Regions from separate parts of the Rattus norvegicus genome. Here region 2 is linked to region 1. Evidence: chromatin contacts called from public Hi-C data. All regions are on one chromosome and are shown on one strand. The core of a region is the stretch at or near the end of the contact, and the rest is flanking DNA. Distances in the headings are between cores, read along the strand shown.

What was found. A called contact is a pair of places that touch in the nucleus more often than the background predicts.
Region 2: a Hi-C map of the A7r5 cell line shows a contact between it and region 1, with 2.9 times the contacts expected there. The contact joins the enhancer-like site here to the promoter of Exoc3l4 in region 1. A contact is called at or near these places in 11 of 12 Hi-C or Micro-C datasets (the A7r5 cell line, Schwann cells, frontal cortex and 6 more) and 1 of 1 datasets of contacts at active chromatin or transcription factors (oligodendrocytes).

Annotation. Positions count from the first base shown.
Region 1 is chr6:136,272,433-136,275,132 of GRCr8, forward strand. It overlaps Exoc3l4 (exocyst complex component 3-like 4), which reads left to right and starts at 1,441. Exons shown (of 12, transcript NM_001106759.2): 1 at 1,441-1,726.
Region 2 is chr6:136,326,927-136,329,626 of GRCr8, forward strand. No RefSeq gene overlaps it. Among named protein-coding and RNA genes, the nearest start is that of Diras3, 19 kb to the right of the region's middle. Within about 2 kb of position 1,340, at least 5 of the 93 cell types and tissues checked have an H3K27ac peak or open chromatin away from gene starts, as enhancers often do. A contact at or near this core is called in the A7r5 cell line, where this site is marked.

The DNA.
Region 1 (2,700 bases), core at 191-2,690:
TCTCATAAGGACAACATTTAATTGGGGCTGGCTTTCAGGTTCGGAGGTTCAGTCCATTATCATCAAGGCAGGAGTATGACAGCATCCAGGCAGGCATGGTGCAGGCGGAGCTGAGAGTTCTACATCTTCACCTGAAGACTGCTAGCAGGATGACTGACTTCCAGGTGGTTAGGACTAGGGTCTTAAAGCCCACGCCCACAGTGACACACCCACTCCAACAGGGCCACGCCTTCTAAAAGTGCCACTCCCTGGGCCAAGCATATACACGCCGCATGCAATGAAAGAGAGAAAACTGGACAGACACACACAGAGGACAGAACACAGAAAGATAGAAAGTACCAGTCACGATGGCACACGCCTTTGATGCGATTTCTGTGCACTCATAGGCAACCTGCTCTACATAGTGAGCTACAGGACATGGAGGAATACAGAGTGTGACCCTGTCTCCAGAAGAAGTAGAAGAGAAGGAAAAGGAGAAACAGGAGGAGGAGGAGGAAGAAGAGGAGGAGGAGGAGGAAGAAGAGGAGGAAGAGGAAGAAGAGGAGGAGGAGGAAGAAGAGGAAGAGGAAGAAGAAGAGGAGGAGGAGGAGGAAGAAGAGGAGGAGGAGGAAGAAAAAGAAGAGGAGGAGGAAGAGGAGGAGGAAGGTAGGCTCAGAAGAATCAAGACCTTAACCCTCAGGTTCCCCAAACCGAGAGAGTATGCCCTGTGTGGTGCTGTGCTCTCACAGCCCAGTACAGAGTACTGTAACTGGAGCATCCAATCCATATCCACCCAGAGCGCAGGGCGGGGACAGTGCTGAATGTGTCCTTGGATTTCCCCTGAGTTTACTTCCTAAGACGCTCTCTGTGGAATCCCCCTGAAACCAGGGAAGGTGACTCTTCTGAAGTCTCCACGGCCCTCCCCATGAAAATCCTCCCTGTGAAGGCAGAAGGCCTGAGCTCCGGACGGACGCCAACCCAACAGCCCCTCCTCCACGCTGTTCATGCTGCCTGGAAGGCTGCCTGTCATTCCTAAGTGTGAGCCCCTGGGTCCCTCGGGCCCTCTCCTTCCAGCCTTCAGGAATAGTGTGTGGCTCATACCTGGTCCTCCGGGCATTACAGAAAACTTCCTCAACAGGTCTTGGTATCTGTTCTCTGTTCCTCAGCTCTGGCAGGCACAGGGGGCACTGGAGTGAACGTCCTAGACTGACCTGGAGCTGCAGCCCTACCCTGGAGAGCAGGGTGTTCTGGGCTTGGGCACTAGTGGGGGTGAGTGCTTTAGTTTACCTTTGGTAGTAGTGAGGGTCAGCTATCCTCAGTGGTCCCCAACGGCTCCTGCCCCCACGGCTGCATCCTCCTCCCCTGACCCCACCCCCAACCTCTCCTCCACCAATCTCCACCTCCTCAGCTTCCCTTAAGGCCCTCCCTAGCCTTCCCTCCTCAGTCTCTCCCTGTCAGCTCCGGCAAGCTCCGATCGGACTCAGGCAAGGTCCTGGGCCGTGACTGATCAAAGGTTGGAGCATTGTCTCTGGAATGAAAGGGGTGGAACTTCCCTGAAAGCGAAAGTATGGGGTCCAAGTAGAGAGTGGGCCTGGGCGGTTCTGTGACTGGGAAGTCCCAGCTGTTGGTCAACCAATTAATTGGGCTGTGCTGGCAGCCTCTCTACTGGACCTGGTCTCAGGATCCTGCTTGGCTCGCTTCCCTACGACCTCTGCTACCTGGGTACAGTTGTCTGTGCTGATATCAGGTATGACCCTGCCAGGTGGGGGAAGAGGATAGGAGGGTGTTTGGGGGCAGTGGGTGGGGACCCAAGAGGCTGGGACTAGTCTGGCTCTGTTAGATGCTTTTGTGGTCAAGGGTCTGGGCTCTAAGCCCAGGCTGGCTGAGATAGAGTACGAGCTCAGCCCCAGGAGATACGCGCACATCGGAATATATAGACGGCCATACACACTTGCAGAAAGCAGAGACATCCAGGAGGCATACAGAAACAGACATAGAAGCAGAAGACGCCAAAGACGCACTCACAGGCAAGTGTGTGTGCGCACGCACACACACACGTACACACACACACACACACACACACACACGCAGAGGCAATCACATATTACATGACAATCACACACATGGAGAGGCACTAGGACCAGCATGAAGATCTGCAAAGCTGAAACACGCCCAAGTGGAGATGTACCAATGGTTCACAATCATGGCAGGGCCATACCATTTTCCTTGGGTACCTGACATTTATGGGCCCTTCACGGGTCTGAACCCGGCTCCTTTGCTGTTCCCTGGGGGCTCCTGGCCAAATGGCAGAGACATCTCGGATCATATAACTACTCTCTAGGGTTGGAGTTAGACCCAGGAAAGAAAGGGTCTGCTGTGTGCTAGGTCTTGGCCGGTCAGGGAAGGTTTCTCAGAAGAAGAGCTCCCGAGGAAGCTCGGGGCAGCTGGAAGAGCAGGGGCAACTCACGCAAAGACTTGAGGTGGGAGGATGAGCACGGGGCGGCAGAGGGGCGAGAGAGTAAAGCAAGACAAACTAAGGAAGAGCCTTGCATGCCACGTTAAGAAACCTGTACTTCCGTGAGCGATGGCTACCGAGGGGTTTATGTTTATGTTTTGGCAACTGTCAAGGGAGACTGTGTCTCTTTTAAAAATAGGCCTGACCGGCACATACAACAGCTACCGACTGTGTTTGCGAAATCAACATATGAAATTTCCTAAACT
Region 2 (2,700 bases), core at 90-2,589, 54 kb after region 1:
GGGGAGCCTACAGCTTGCAGAGCAGCCTGAAGGAAGGACTCCAGGGGCAGGATGGTCGGCAGAGAGTGAGGCCCAAGGGCAGTCAACTCTCAGGCTTAGTCAGAGTCCAGGACTTCAAGCCAAAGGCTTCAGGACTGGCTTGTGTATCCTCCTTGCCCCCTGGTGTCTATGACTCTGACTCCACTCCCTGGCAAGCTCTGCTCCAGAGCCTCAAGGTGTGTGGAAGCCCCTGGGGCCTTCACAGGGCCAGGTTTTAGGAGCCAAGGGTTCTGCCTCCCCCACCAACCTACGAGGCTGGAGAGGAGGGAGCCACTGGACAGGGGCCTGTGGCCCTTGAGTCTGGAGGAAGGGCTGTGAGCTTCCCTTCAGCCATTCCACACAGGGGTGTAAGAGCAGGCTGTAAGGATGGCTCTAGAGTCCGTAGGTAAGGACTATGCTGTCCTGTGGATTTCTAGTGACTTAACAATAAAAACAATAAAACAAGGACCAGTGGTGTGCTCAGTGTGTCAGACCACTTCCTGCCCAAACTGACCCTAGGGACACACATGGTGGAAGGAGAGAATCCTCAGACCTCAACGGGTGGGTGAACACACACACACACACACACACACACACACCTAAATAAATAAACAAACTTTTCGTCGTGGTTACCGGTTTTAAACCAATGCTCTGATCCCAGAAGAAATGGGACATCAAGCAGAAGGGAAAACCCTAACCGGAGGAGAGGGGCCACATCTCGCCCAGGATAGCCCACAGTGAGGTGGTCAGTTCAGGGCCATCCCCTCCCACTTTGCTCTGGGAAAATGGGACGGAGCCCAGGCAGAGCAGAAGCTGGTCACACATGGACAAGACAGCACAATCAGGTTTTCTTTGCTGCCATTAGAAGGAAATCTGTAAGGTGACCCAGCAGAGTCCTTGATGGCCAATAGCAGATCCATCAACCCCCCTGCTATTAAACTCTGGGCTCCTTCTGGATGTTGTTCTGACAACATGTGCCTAGGTCCCTTCTGTTTAAGACGCTGTGCCTCAGATTGCTGGCCCCAGACAGGTTTCTGGGATACAATTCTCTCTGAGGCAATAGAGTCCGGGACTGCACCGGGCCCACTCAGTGTCTTACAGAGGAAGTGCCTTACACTCAGTGCCTCGGGAATGGCCCTGGATACTGTGAGCTGCTGAAACTCATCTAGAGGCTCGGAAAGTCCCGGGATCCTTGAGGAGAAGGAAGCTAAGCCTTGATCGCAAAGCAGTCTCCCCGATTGCAGCCCCTGGAAACCAACTCCCCGATGAGGAAAGCACTTGTAGGCTCAACTATTCGTTCACTGTGCTGGTTTCGCCCCCTAGTGGTTGACTCAGGTACTCTCCTAGGTATGTCCCTTCCAGGTTCTGGGTACCTGTCTGGTCAGCAAGTGCTGAGGGGTAGGTTAAGGTTTGGGTGTGTGTAAAGGCCAGACCTCACCCACATTTGCTAATGAACTCTCCTGAGTGCTTGAATTATGAGAATGAGTATCAGATCTAACTCTATCTCTGCCTCCCAAGAGCTGGATCTCTGAATTAGGGGCTAGACTGGTCTATACAGTGAGTTCCAAGACATCAGGCTGCACAGAGAAACTCTTGCTGTGCGTGCCCTCCACCCGTGACTGGTACCTTTCTTGCCTTGCTCTTTCAGTTGACCTGGGGCACATCCTGGAGTCTGGTCTCCTGCCATCCTTCCAGATTCTCACATGGCTGCTGTACTCTATACACTCTCTCCATCTGTGCACATCTGAACATTTCTGTACCTGGCTTTGGGCAAAGCTGCTTCTCTCTATTTTCCCACACTTGGGTTTCATTTTACATCTTACATTTCTTTCTTTTTAAAAAAAAGATTTATTTATTTTATTTATACATGTACACTGTAGCTGTCTTCAGATACACCAGAAGAGGACATCGGATCCCATTACAGATGGTTGTGAGCCACCATGTGGTTGCTGGGATTTGAACTCAGGACCTCTGGAAGAGCAGTCAGTGCTCTAACCACTGAGCCATCTCTCCAGCCCGCATCTTACATTTCTTAACAGTTTTCATCATTATTTTTAAATCCGGGGGCCGACTCAGCCATTATGCTTGTAATGTTTTACCCATTCTCTCTCCTTTCTTCCGCAGAGACTCCGTGTAGGTGTAGAGAAGGCTAGATGAAGTTACCTTATGGCCCTCTAATGTTCTGTTTCTGCTTTTTAAATTTGCTTTTATTTATGTGTTGGCAAAGCGTATGTGGATGTGGGTGCTCAAAGAGGCCAGAAGAGGGGAGTGTTCCACAAAGCTGGAGTTATGGGTTACGGGGGTCTTTAGCCATCTGACATGGTTCTGAGAATTGAACTCAGGTCCTCTGCAAAAGCAATTAACTACTCCTAACTGCTGAGCTCTCTCTTCACCCCCCTGTGGTTCTGTTTTTAAAATCTTAAAATCACCTTTTCTTTGTGTTTAATTGGGGATAGTTGGTGTGCGTGCATGTGTGTGTGTGTGTGTGTGTGTGTGTGTGTGTGTGTGTGTGTGTGTGTTTTTGAGACAAGAGTCTCACTACGTAGAACCAGGCTGGCCCGAAACACAGAAATGTGCTTGAATCTGCCTCCAGCATGCTGGGATAAAAGGTGTGATGACTGGGTAGTTCCTGCTTGGGATGACTAATTGCAGTTGACAGTTTGGCTACATCTGTGTGTCAAC